Regions from separate parts of the Anas platyrhynchos genome. Here region 1 is linked to region 2. A link is a contact called in public Hi-C data. All regions are on one chromosome and are shown on one strand. The core of a region is the stretch at or near the end of the contact, and the rest is flanking DNA. Distances in the headings are between cores, read along the strand shown. Region 1 has its middle 100 kb from the start of SPRY2. Region 2 holds the start of SPRY2 (sprouty RTK signaling antagonist 2).

What was found. A called contact is a pair of places that touch in the nucleus more often than the background predicts.
Region 1: a contact with region 2 is called in a Hi-C map of subcutaneous adipose tissue, with 2.3 times the contacts expected there. The contact joins the enhancer-like site here to the promoter of SPRY2 in region 2. A contact is called at or near these places in 2 of 8 Hi-C or Micro-C datasets (skeletal muscle and subcutaneous adipose tissue).

What each region holds. Positions count from the first base shown.
Region 1 is chr1:161,688,579-161,695,600 of IASCAAS_PekinDuck_T2T, reverse strand. No RefSeq gene overlaps it. Among named protein-coding and RNA genes, the nearest start is that of SPRY2, 100 kb to the right of the region's middle. Within about 2 kb of position 2,755, at least 6 of the 8 cell types and tissues checked have an H3K27ac peak or open chromatin away from gene starts, as enhancers often do. A contact at or near this core is called in subcutaneous adipose tissue, where this site is marked.
Region 2 is chr1:161,586,718-161,593,033 of IASCAAS_PekinDuck_T2T, reverse strand. It overlaps SPRY2 (sprouty RTK signaling antagonist 2), which reads right to left and starts at 4,497. Exons shown (of 2, transcript XM_027442997.3): 1 at 3,347-4,497.

The sequences.
Region 1 (7,022 bases), core at 1,506-4,005, 100 kb before region 2:
TACAGAGAGGCATAATTTCTGTTATCCTCCTGTCCTGAATCTGGCCTTTTTAGCTGTAACAAAAATTCTAAGCCAACCCATACTTTTTGGATTACTTTAAACCCCATCACAGTGCTTTTCTTAAAGCACTTTATTTTGAATAGGAATAGCTCTGTGAAAGGAGTCTGATATGGGCTGAAACTAAATCAGTTTCAAGGAAATGCAGCTGGAAGCACACTAATCTAAAAGCTTCCCAAGCAAAGCAGCACAGGCATCTATTTTGCAGGGTGTCTCCGCCCCTAGCTAAAGGACACCAGGACTTTCTGAGCTCCTTTAACCCTTGCACTACAGCCTTGCTTCACAGGCAATATTCAGGAGGGGAAAAAAAAAGATGTTAATACTGCATTTTCTTTCAATAGTTTCTCTGTATAGCATACAGTTTTCATCAGTTTTCATTTGGTCAGCTGGGTAGAGGATGTGTAGTTTTGTTTCACCTTTCCCAGACCTTACGACTTGAACTTTAATGCTCGTTCAGTCCATGGGATGCAAGTTAGGGCTCTTTCTGTCATAAGAAATCCCTTTTATTCCCAGTAAACATGGAAAAGTTCACATGACATATTGTAACACTTCTCATTCCCACATCTCCTGTACGTGGGATTTTTGTTCCTGTAATTATGCAGCCTGTACTCACAAGTGTCAGGTCAAAGAGTGGCTCAAGGAGTTGGACTTGATGATCCTTATGGGTCCCTTACAGCTCAGGATATTCTATGATTCTGTGATTCTAAATTTTTAAGAAATATTTCAGGTGTTTACTGAAAGATTAGTAAAATTGTAATTAACACCATGGAAGTCTAAATAGGGAGCAAAGACAGTTCATGGTATGGGGACTGGGAGATGGGAAAACATCAGTAAGCCTGTAGAGTAGATTTCATCCTTCCCTTCACATAGAAACTCATTTTTTTATAACACAGAGGGCAAGCAAGGTGATTTTGTAGACTCTGGGCCTATCCAAGGTGTTGGATAGCAGGGTTTTGTTTTGCTTTTCCCATTTTATACATGTGCTCTGTATACATCAAAATTTTCACTCTTTCTTTTCATCACCTTCAAGCAAGTTATAACCTACATAGCTATTAAGACTATTGCTCCCCTTGGACCATTTCAGGATCCAAGCTATTGGCATGCCTATGTGGAAGATCACAGTTTCTTTTTGATCTCTTGAGTCTAAAGTTTTAAAATTGCAGGCGCGTTTAGCTGCCGCAGCCAAGGCACTTCCCACATCCATCCAGCCAGAATATCTTTTAACCACAGTGCACTGAAAGTGCATCACTTTTGCCCCTGAAAGTCACAGTTTACACTAATGAGTTCACTGGATTACTGGTATGATTCAAAGCTCTTTTAAAAGGCACTAAATTCTGTTTTGCCCTGAAGACAAAGTACAATAGCTGTTCAGGTGATTTGATTATAGTTACTTCCAGAAGTATTGGTATGTTTGACTTTTAGCTAGCAAAGTAGAGATAAGTCTAACTAGACAGTAAGGTGTTAATGAACTTTTCCACAGTGTTGTAATTAATAGCTACTCCAAAGACAGCAGTGATGAGAATGAGGTGGACTTCAAAAACTACCGCCTTTACATAGTTTGTTTTGGATCTGCTTTTATACTTACATATTTTCATGTATATTTCTACATCTATATATGTAGAAAATATAGAAAGAGATTCACTTATATGAAGTATGTATACATGAATAAACAGCAGACCACTGCCTCAAACACAGCTTTTCTGATTTTCTCTATTATAGCACTTTTTAGGTTTTCTTTGTATTCTGAAACAAGAACAAGACTATCAGTCTCTATAATCTGCAAATGCTTTTCACAAGCTTAGACAGAAGCAAGTGGAGATTAAAGTCAATGTGTGCATAATTAGTGTATTATGAATAGCATAGTAAATAAGAGTCATGCTGGCCTGAAAAAACAAAAGAGAAAAAATATTTTTTGTTACTGATACCTATCAGGACTTCTTGCTGTTTAGTCAGAGGCAGAAAATGGATTTACTTTGTGGTATGAATGGGTTTCTTGCACTCTTACGGTGAGGTCACATTCTCTTATTATCAAAAAAAACCTGAGTCCAACCTACAAATGTCACTAAGGGTACACTACTACCAGAAGAATAATCTTGCTTTCCTTCCCCAAAGATCCTTGTGTTGCCACAGGTCGTGCAGATGTGGGATCATGTCTCTTGAGAAGCAGCTGCTAGGAAGGGGGTGGGAGCTCATGGCCTGGGCCCTCCAGCAATGTCCTGTGCTTCCATCAGTGCTAACCCAGTTGTGAAACTGCACCTTAACTCCCAGTGTAGTCTGGGGTATATTGCTACTCCTTCTGCTTCAGTTCCACTTCTTTTTGCTTCAGTTCTCTTGTATCTCAGTTGCTAGCCCTTTTGCATAACTTTTGGAAATAAAGTCTTTTCCTGCTAATGAATAGTGCTATACTCATGCTCTGCTTGTTTAGATGTTGTGAAAATGAAAAGCAGTATCTGAGTATCTTCCTCGAAGAAGCTGCCCTTAGAAACACATTTTGCTGGGCTTGCCTCAGCCCAGATGCTCCCTAAAGAGTGAGCACTGCAGCTTTAAGGCTATCGTTCCAGATCCACATCACACCCACATATTTGTCCTCTCTTTACACAGCAAGTGCCAAGCGGTGACATCTACTATAGTCTCCAGGACATGCTGGTCTCCGCTGTGGAGGAAAAAAGGGTGAGAGGGGGAGGGGGACGAGCCAGAGAAAGCACAAATCCTGCTGTGTTCCAGAAGGATGAGTCACTTCCTCGCAGTAACTCTGAGGTGCCTTATTTATGGCTGCTCTGCTGATATGAAGCCCAGCTCAGTTCCTCGGCGGCGTCCCCAGGCTCGGCCTCCCTCCTGGCTGCCCATTAATCATGCGGGACTGTTACGAAGTGCACACAGAGTGGGAGTTCTGCCCGCCAGTGGCCTTTAGCTGTCTCCAGTTCAATGAAATTACCTTGTGTGAAGACTTGTTTTATGAGAGATTGGTTTATTTGTAACTAAACTACTTCCTCCGTTATTTGATAAGCTCAAATATTTGCTACTGATAGTCAGAGAGTGTCACATTTATTATCCCGTTTCAGGCATTGCTTAACTCCTTTGTATTAGACCTTTTTAACCCCTTTGAGGACAGCAGAAAAAAAAATAATAAAAAAGACTGGAAAAGTCTTACTCCTGTTACTCGTGCTTTGAAAAGAATCAGGTTAGATCCTATAAGGGAAGTGGCTTGATGAAAGTAAACTACTCTACAGTGATTTTTAAATTAATTTATTATTTTTTTTTACATTCAGCATAACATTCAGAATGATTCACTCATGGTGTTTATTAAAAATCAAAATAAAAGGAAAAGTGAGCTATACATTTTTCTTTTGTCATGTATTGTAAGACTTTATGGTTTAATCAAATGGCCACATACAAACATGAGGTACCACAGTGTCAAGGATGGGGCACATATATCATCTTTGACATTCCTAAGTCCTGATTTCTGTCTTGCCCCTGGTGGCTATATCACCTGTGACCTATTTGTGCCTCAGTTTGTGTGTCATTAACCCTTGCTGAAAAGCATACTTGCTTAGCTTTTCAAAGACATCTAATGTCTCTGGAAAACTAAAAACCCTGCAACATTAGAGCTAAGTAATATGTTTACAATAAGCTACTTCAGACACTCCCAAATTTTCCCTAGACTTTGTGTGTGTGTGTGTGTGTGTGTGTGTGTGTGTGCGCGCGCGCGTGGAAGTCAAGGGATTATTATTAACTATTTGCTTCTGAGGGTTCCAGCAATAAATCACCATCCAAATACAAAAGCTACTTGTGTATGTTAGGAAGAAGAAAAATGCCTAACTGTATCAGAGCAATCTTTAGGAACCTTGTCTACCTACTCTGGCTCCAAGTACTTATTACAAAACTTTCTTGGGCACTTGATGTTCCAGGAACAAACATGCTGTAAGCAGTGCATTTCAGCTCCTATCTGCCAACCCCACAGGTTTCTAAATCGTTGCACCACAGAATGAATGCTCAAATTAGGATGGGGCAGGGACATTAAGAAAACAATCCTTGTCTAATTAACAGGAGCAGGAGTATGGGGTCTGGAGTTGTCAGATAGAAAGTGTCTCCAGTTCTGTTTTGTGTTTTCATAAGCACCAAGACTGTGAGATACTTGAAGCCAGAAGGAAAATCTATAGGACAAAACCTCTGTCTGCCATAACTGGGGTGCATGGACATATTTCTCTAATGAAGGTTAGGTAATGGTCATTACTCACTATTAGCATATGATCATTATTCTGTAATGAGGATGGTGTCCTGGACTGCTCACATATTTTACACGGAGACTTTGAGGCATGCAGGCATTTTGTGTTACGGTCAACAGGATCTGGGGAAGGGTTTTGGAACAGTGTTGTGCCCAGAGCTTGCTGTGTGTTTGAACACAGGAACAGCTTGCTGTATAAATGCTTGTCAGAGGCTGCAGTGAGCCAGTTCTGCTGCTCACAATGCAGTACACTAAATAATATCTAAAATTAACAGGGCTGCTTTTATTTTAAAAAAGAAAAAGGGCTGATCTACTGAGAACAGAATGAGACTGGTTAGAAATCTCCCTCATGTGGAGGAGATATGAGTTTTCTGTAGGAAAACGTAGAAAAAGAAGCTGGATAAAAATTGACCAGTTTCTCATCACAGTTATTATTTTCCTCAATATGAGTATATGATATCTGAATGTTGTTTTCTGAAATTATTTTTGAGTATGACCACAAGTGAGTTTATAAAAATTTTTAGACATAAATATTCAAGTGGAGCTTTTAATCTTGCTGAGACATTATAGTCCATCAAAGTTCAGGGAAATTATTTTTTGTTCCTCTCTGAATTAAAAGTGATTCAAGGGAAATACATGTCCACTGTGTTAGGGAGGAAGGAAGTAATGTTTCATTTTTTTCTCTCACAGATGTACGTATATATGTAATCATCTGCAGGTTTACAATCAGATTATAGCAAGCTTGATGCACATGACCAGGTGTCTGGTGTGAAAGGAAATATTAGGCCTGACACTATAAGGATACTGACACTAACTTATAACTGTTACCTTCCCTGGGGGAGACTAAGCCTTGCACAGGTGGCTAAGTTGATTTCCAACCAAGAGCATGCTGGGGAGAGTCCAAATTGGCTGTTTCAGCTGAGGTCTGCTCTGGAAGACAGAGACTGCAAACTGAGCATGGGGAGACTGAAGGTTCATTAAGTGTGTGTTTGTCTTGGACTCTGACATGAAGATGCTGCTATTCCAGATGGGGATGAACCCTTAAGTCTGTAGACTTCTTTGGAAATGCAGGAGGAGCAAAGCTTCTACTGTGAATTCTAAAACAACAGGAGCTCACAAGACAGCATTCTTGTTTGACGTGCAAATTTTTAAAAATGAATTGTAAAATTAGATTTTATTTTATTTATTTATTTATTTATTTATTTTATAAGTGTGTATTGTTTAGCTAAATGCAATTATAAAAACAGGCATGTGTTCTGTATTTGACCATGTGTTCACTGAGAGCACAGGCCAACATCACTGGTGAATTTCTTTTTTGTACAAGTTTGAAGTGACAAACATTTAACAGTGTGAATGCACTCTATCAGCAATTTCAATCTAAAACTGATATGCAAATAGAAGTTCAAAACTGTATGTGTTTTGCTGTGGATCACAGAAAAGTTGTTTCTCTCTTAAAACATCTAGATTCCATAAGAAGCACCTGCATTCTGTTCAGATGTTTAATTCAGTTAGAACAGCCACTTGGGAGAGTGTCTGCAAACTGGATGTCTGAAAAGAATTAGTTCTTTACTCATTATTCTCTCAAATAAATTAAACTTTCTTTGACAGCAGCGACAAACTCCATGAAATACTTGATTTTTTTTTCATAAGTGTGAACTATGTATGTTGCTGCAATGATCAAAATAATTCTCTGCAACCTTCTTCCAAATATCTTGTATATTTAGACTTTATTGAATGGAAATTGATTTATACTTTCCTTCTATTTCTTTTTGAGTAAAAAGTAGTAAAAACATGAAAATACATTTTGTTGGGCAGAAGACTTCCATGTTCAGGCCTATGTCCACATGATTAAATCCATTCTCCTCTAAAAAACAATGTAAGTTCTTGTTCTTTATTGGGTACAGCCTTGAATATGTGCTGCTTCTTCATTTTTCCTATGTACTTGGCTTTTTCCTGACATATAACTATTACTGAAAAGTTATTCAACACCTTACTCCTCTGATGATTATAAATCTTCTGATTTGTCATCTAGATCAGCAATAATTTATACCTATTTTTGTTTGTGTCATCATTATCTGTTAGCTTTTAAAAAGCAGTTAACCATCTATAGGATTTATCTGCTTTCGTATTTCTAAATAAGGTCTGTGTCTACATAGGCTTAACTTTTGTTTTGGAAATGCATACAGAGCAAGTTCTCATAGCTGTATCTGATTCTCAGAGAGAAATATACTTCAGTGCTTCACTGTTCAGCAGACCTATGTCCTTGTAGGCATAAATACCCATTTTCGTCTGTGCAGAAGCAAGTATTTTGTTCCCCTGCAGGATGCAACCAGTCAAACTCATTTTGTTGTCCTAGACTCAGGTGCCTTTACTTCCTGCTATTGTACTGCAGCTTTGGATTATGAACCAAAGCAATATTTTATACTGTTCTCAGTTCCTAGTACCCAGGTGCTGCCGCTATTACAGGTTTTCTCTCTTTTATGAAATACAGTGTTTGAGAGGACTTTATTCCTTAGAAAGGTATTATACATTCTGCTTCCTCTTACCCTGATGAGGGTAACTGCTGAAAGGTTGTTCCTTACCTCCGTCTAGATTCAAAACTCCTCTGTTTTTAGGATCAATCATCATACTAGAGCTTGTTTACTATAGCTCTGTGTCTTATATTTTTAAAATTCTATTGTACTATGCTTTTATATTATCAAAATAATTATTCTGGTCACTAAACTGCACAGGTGATTAA
Region 2 (6,316 bases), core at 3,248-5,747:
AATAATAATAATAATAAAAAAAAAAAGCCTGAAAGTATTTAGCAAGTGTAATGTGACCTGCTGATGACAGACATAATTCTCCAATTTTTTTTAAAACTGGATAATATTTTGGTAGGCTAGTCTCTTTACACATTAAACTTTACATGATGTAAATAGGAAATTTTAGTTTAATACTAATGGTCCCAAGAAAAACACTAAATAGCAATAAAATGTTTGAGGTTAGACATTAAATGAGTTAGTGCTACCAAAAACTTCAACAGCAGAAGTAAAAATATCTTTCTCCAATATTTTAGTGTGTGTCATACTTGTGTACACCACTACGATTGTTATTTTAAGGATCAATACTACAAAAGCAATGCTACCAGTTTTATTTTTTTTAAAACATGTAAAAAATTCCATAGACTACATTTCCAATTGTGAATATTACCAAGAGTGGCTTGTGGGACAGAAGCATGCACAATACAATAAAACAAAGCTAGCATCCAAGATTTGATTGCAATTATTACTTTAAAGGATCATTAACTACAAAGTTGAAATGCAAACTGAAGAATTTAAATGGAAAGCCAGTAAAAGACCCAGAATATGTGAACTTGTACATAACTAACTTCCACATTAAAATATGCACAAGTTTCAAGCACTGACCTCTAAATAGTTAGTATTTGTTTTGCCTTTATCATATTTTAAAGCTGTTCCCAAATCCAATTACCTATACAAAAATCCAGAACAATATTTTACAATTAAAACCCAAGCAGGAACCAGACTTCTTACAAGGACCACACAATGTCTTCAGTTATACCTAGAAAGAGCACCATAGTGTTACTCTGTACACATCAGTTACCAACAATAATACTATACCACAGTATAATAAAATATAGCCAAACACTTTAACAATGAATATCTCAAAACACTGTCTTTATTCTAACAGCAGCAGAAAACATTTAACATTTTAACTCCTGGCATCCTACCCTCAAGTATGTTTTCTTTCAAAAAAAAAAAAAAAGTTTTAAGAGTGACCTAACGCTTTAAATACTGCCAAATCCTGGTTTTGCAGGCAGTGTCATGGTGCCCCCCTCCCAAATAAAATAAAATAAAATAAAATGTCTTGCAAAGTTGTCTTGAAGCACTGTTTCTGTTTTCTTCAAAGTAAAGTTTTAAAGTATAAAATGCTTCAGCAAACTGGCTAAGTAGGCATTCCCTCGTCTAAAACTGTCTCGAGATAAAAAAGAATGTAAAATACGTTCCCCATCCTTGAGAGCAACCGGTAACCCTATCTGCCCTCCACTCTCTACCCCCCGCCCAGACTTTAGCCAGCAAAGCTCCTGCCTCTCCAGCAGTGACAACCCAGCGCAAAAGCGGAGCTGACCCTGACCTGCGAGGCGCTTAAAACGACCCCAGTCTCGGCGGCAGAGCCCCCCTCAGACGCACAGGTGGGAGCTGGAGGAGAAGCTCTGGCACTTTGCTGCCTCCATCTCCCTGCAGCAGGTGGGGCGCGGCAGCCCCCCGCCCGCCGAAGCTGCAGGCAAGGCAGCGGCCCCGTAAGTGCAGACAACCTGGAGATAAAGAGGAGACATCCCCTGGGCTGGGAGGTGGGAAGGGGCGGCCGCAGCCGACTTATCAGGAAAGTCAACCCCACGTTTCCTTTTAACTCTTCCCCCCCAAGCCCTCCCCCGAAAGATGCTAAAGAAGCCTTCCCCTGCCGGGTAATGCCCGGCGCCCTGCAGACGGTTTGAGACAACACCCCCAGGACAGCTGGGTAAAGGCAGATTACCCCCTCTCGCCTCGCCATAAGCATCCCTTCAGGTCCACAAAGCTCCTCTCGCTTTACCCATTCTCAGCGAGTTGTCTGAACTTCAGTTCCCCCCTCCCGCCCCTGCCCAGGAGGCATTTCTAGCTGAACATCAGTCCTAGCCGGGCGGTCTGCCTTCCTCTCTCTTTGATAGATCTGCTAACAGGTCAAGATGTAAAGCTCCAGCACGCTTATTTGCAAACACACGTATGCCTGAAAACTCCTCTGACCCACCACTTCTCGCCTTTCCATCCACCAAGCCCAGGGAAGCAGCGCTGGCCTTTTTGTGTGTGCGTGTGGGTGATAACACCATTCCCCACTTCCAAAAGCCAAAGTCCACTCTCGCAGAGCTCAAGTGCCATGATTGCTAACTTTTCCTAGCTGGGATTTTCAAAAGGGCGAGCGGGGGGCCGGGTTTTGTGCTCGCAAGTTTGGGGAACTGCGAAGCACAAGGGGCTTCTTGCTTGCTGTGGAAAAACCCCGTGTCTCGCTGGCTGGGAGAAGGAGAGCCTAAGGGGGAGAAGTCCTCTGGCCGTGAATTTCTGTTTTGTGTCCGGAGCCTGTGCAAGGCACCCCCACCCCCATCCCCACCGCACACACACCAACCACCTCCTCTTCTTTCAAAGTGCTTTGAAACCCCCATTAAGGGCCGAGTGTGTGATCGGACTATGGATTAGGGCAAAAGGGACTTTACCATCGGGGTGGGGCAAACTGACACACAAATAACTTGCAGAAAACACCAGCAGGTTTTTTTTTTTTTTTTTGTATGAGGGCTGCTGCACAGTAAACCCACCAAAAGGTTAAAAAAAAATAAAAAATAATAGAAGCTTCCCTACTCCTCCACATATGCACTCTGCACACTTTAACGTGGGGGGAGAAGTTTCCCCGTCTTCTGGATCGAATTGATTTCATCACACGAGAAATATACATGTACACACACACACACACATATTTATCCCAGGCGTGCACTCACTTCCGAATTGCACGGATCTCCCAACGCCACGACAAGACGGGCGTAAATCACGCACTGGAAGGCGGGGTGCTCGCTCTCCCTCGGGCCGGGGGGCACAAGCAGCCCCTGCCCTCGCCACCCCCGCCGCGCCCTCCCTTCACCCCTCGGGGGCTCGTCGGAAGCCCCCACGCGTGCCCGGCGGGGCTGGGGCGCTCAGGACCGCCCGTGCCCTGCTGCTCGCAGCAGGGAGATCGCGTCGCAGCCCCCCGCCTCCCCTTGCAGACCCCGCTGCCACTGCCTGCGACCCCCGCGCAGTCCCGCGGCCCCCGCGCAGCTTTCCGCCCCCCGCGGCACCCCAGCGGGGCGCAAACGCGGCTCAGCCCGCAAAACCCCAGCGGAGCTCCCCCCCCCGAGAGAAACCGCTCCGAAATCCCACCTCCAGCTCCTCTCTGGGAAAGGAAGGAGAGGGGAAGGGGGGAGAGGGAGAACCTGTGCGAATGGAAAAGGGATCGGCCTCAAACATTTCCACGAGTTTTCTTGGAGCAACCAAGGGGGGGGGGGGGGGGTTACTGAAAAGCTTGTTTTGCAAAGAAGGAAAAGGCTCTCACCGTGATCGCGGCGCTGCACCAAACCCCTCTCTCTCTTGTATTTTCTTCTTCCTGCGGTTTGCAAATAAATCCAGCCCTAAAGCAAAAAAAAATTCTTTTCCAAACTCTGCTTTAGTCCAACTTGCAAATTAGAGTAAGAATGATCACCACGTAAAAAGTCCAGAGCAAAGTTAGGTCCCTATCCCCAGATCGATTATAAATACGTGTGTGCGCGTATATACTATAATAATAATAAAAACACCTCTCCGGATCTGGATGGGTTTTCTTTGCTCCTAAAAACAAATCACTCTCACATACACTTTCCTTTTTTCGTCAATGAACAGGAGGCCGAATCGCCAATACCAAGTCACTTTTTTGTTGTTGTTGCAAATGATCGAGAGGAAGGGGAAAGCCAAAGAAAACAAAATGAAGTGGATCTAAAATAAAATCCCAAAGCTTTCTTCCACTGAGCTCCTCCAAAAAAGCAACTTGTGCAATGTAGCCGTTCTGCTGAGAGGCTGCTCGCTGCAAGCTCCTCTACCCTCTCTCCCTCTAGCTTTCTCGCTCCCTCTGCGAGCGTGTGTTGCAGGCAGCGCTGTGGTTTGCAATCGGGGGGGTGTTTTGGGAGCGCAGCGGATTTGTGGTGGTGGTTGTTGTTGTGTGTTTGGAGGAGGTGGAGGAGGAGGAGGAGGAGGAAGATTTGAGATCTGAGCTGTAGGGGCTCGGCGTTTTTCTGCTCGCTCGCTCTCCCCCTCTCTCTCTTTTTCTTTCCGGAGGAGGTAGGGTGATCTCTCTGCAAAAGCAGCAGTAAATGGCGTCATGTGGATCTGAGGAGGAACAGAGCAGTTGTTGTCCCAGAGGATATATCGCATCCGGTCCCAGCTCATTGGCTCTGCGGGGCTACATTCACTGGCGCTCCCAGCGCCCTGCCAGCACTCCGAGCTGTGGGAGGCATTCAAAAGGGCAGCGCTGCCTCCGCCACCAGCACCGCTGCCACCAGCGCCCCGGCCCCGGCCTGGGGAGCCCCGCAGTCCCGCTCCCGGGGCCCCGCTGCTGCGGCCGCGCCGCCGCCCGGCTCCACCGGAGGCTGCTCCGTGCACGCTCGCACGGCGCTCGGGGCTGCTTTTGTGCTCGCGTGTGTTTATTCAGAGGCAGGCAGCGCTCGCTTTACAGGGCGGCCCAGGGGAGCTGACTTCTCCCGGGCAAGGAGACCCGTTCCCAGGTGCTTCCCTTCCCCCACTCCTGCCCCCCCCCCCCCCCCACACACACTCACTCAGTGGAATAAAACTTTAACTTTCTGTTTCCCCCCCCCCCCCCACAACACCACCCCTTCCTTTTCAGCAACAAGCCCCTGGCCAAGCCGGGGAGGAGGAAGAAGGGCTGCATATTCCTCGGGGCGTTGTGCCGCGGCTGAAAACGCAGGGGTGCGGAGCGGGGCCCCGGGCTCCGCAAGAGTGGGGGTGGTCGGGGGGGGGGGGGGAAAGCAGCAAATCCCCCGCAGGGTTTGCGGCGGGGGCCCGGGCCAGGCTGCTGACAGCGAGCCGCGGTGCTTTCCGTGCCCCGGGCGACGGGGGAGGGGATAGGATTAATTTTTATTTTATTTTATTTTATTTTATTTTATTTTATTTTATTTTATTTTATTTTATTTTATTTTATTTTATTTTATTTTATTTTATTTTATTTTATTTTATTTTATTTTATATTTTTATTTTATTTGTTTTTCTTTATTTCATTTCATTTTACTTTGTTTCCTTTTACTTTACTTGTTTAGGTTGCTTTTTTTAAAAAAGAAAAAAATAAAACTTGGTTGCTGTTGTTCTAGTTAATGCCCTTTCGCCTGTGGGAGCAGCTCCCAAACGTGACTGTTCATCTTCTGAGCGTCCCCTAACACGGTGCCCTTTGGGCGAGCTTCAGTCACCAACTGTCGCAGGGCCCGGGCATCTTGCTCCTACATGTATCTTTAAGCGCGCAAAGCAGTGTATCCACGTAGGCATGCACAGAGTGCTAATATGCCCGTATCACGTGTGGCCCTGCTTAAAATATACACGGCGTGCAGAGCAGTAATGCATTGCATTATTTACATGAGCTACTCTCGGTGCAAAAAAAATCCAACAGCCCTTTTTAAAATACTGGAGGCAATTTGCAGGCACTTCCTCTTCTACACCTGCTAGTCACCACTTTTTGAATGAGGTGGTCGTTATTAATAAACATAGAAGAAGAAGAAAAAAAAAAAAGAGCAGTATAATACACTGACGGCCTTCAGGTTTTCATAATTTTCTAGGTCGGTATCCATTCTTCCGCAGTAACACTGTGCAGCCACACGTTATTTTTCGTAGTCACTTCACGGGAGGATGCATCGGGTAGCACAGGTCCACATTCGTCCTCCCACGGGGACTTCACCAGCATATTCTGGGCACAATGCTGCTGCCCCGGCTCGGATGCTGCCCCCTTCCCGTCCCCACCCTCCTCGCCCCGGGGGAGACGCGGATGGAGCCCCTCTGCCGGAGCCCTGAGGAGCTCAGGGATCGCTTTTAGGGAGGGCTCCCCGCCAGAAGGAGTGCAGGGGTGCGCGGAAGGAGGACGGGGACAGACACACGGAGCCCCCCGTGGGAGCCCTAGGCCCTTAACGCTCTGCAGTGGGCGATCATCAGGATCCCCAGAGTTGGGGGTGTTGGGGGACGAGGTGTTGGGGGACATCGTTTGCAAAGCGAAGCGCAGAAGGAAGCTCCCTGCTTGGAGCCGCACTGCAGAGCGTGCCTGTGGATTCGCCGCGGGTGGACCCGCACATCCTCAGGGGAGCACTGCATGGTCAGGACTCTTGTTTCCTCGAGGAAATCCACGGGGTTCATCCGTGAAGGATGTGCACAGGTTAAAACACTAAACACTGGACAGACAGAAGGCACAATGTTAATTTCACTTTGCTGTGGAAAGAGAGAAAAATCACTTCCTCCCACATAGTAAAGCCAAAAATATGTAAAGAACTCTTTGTAT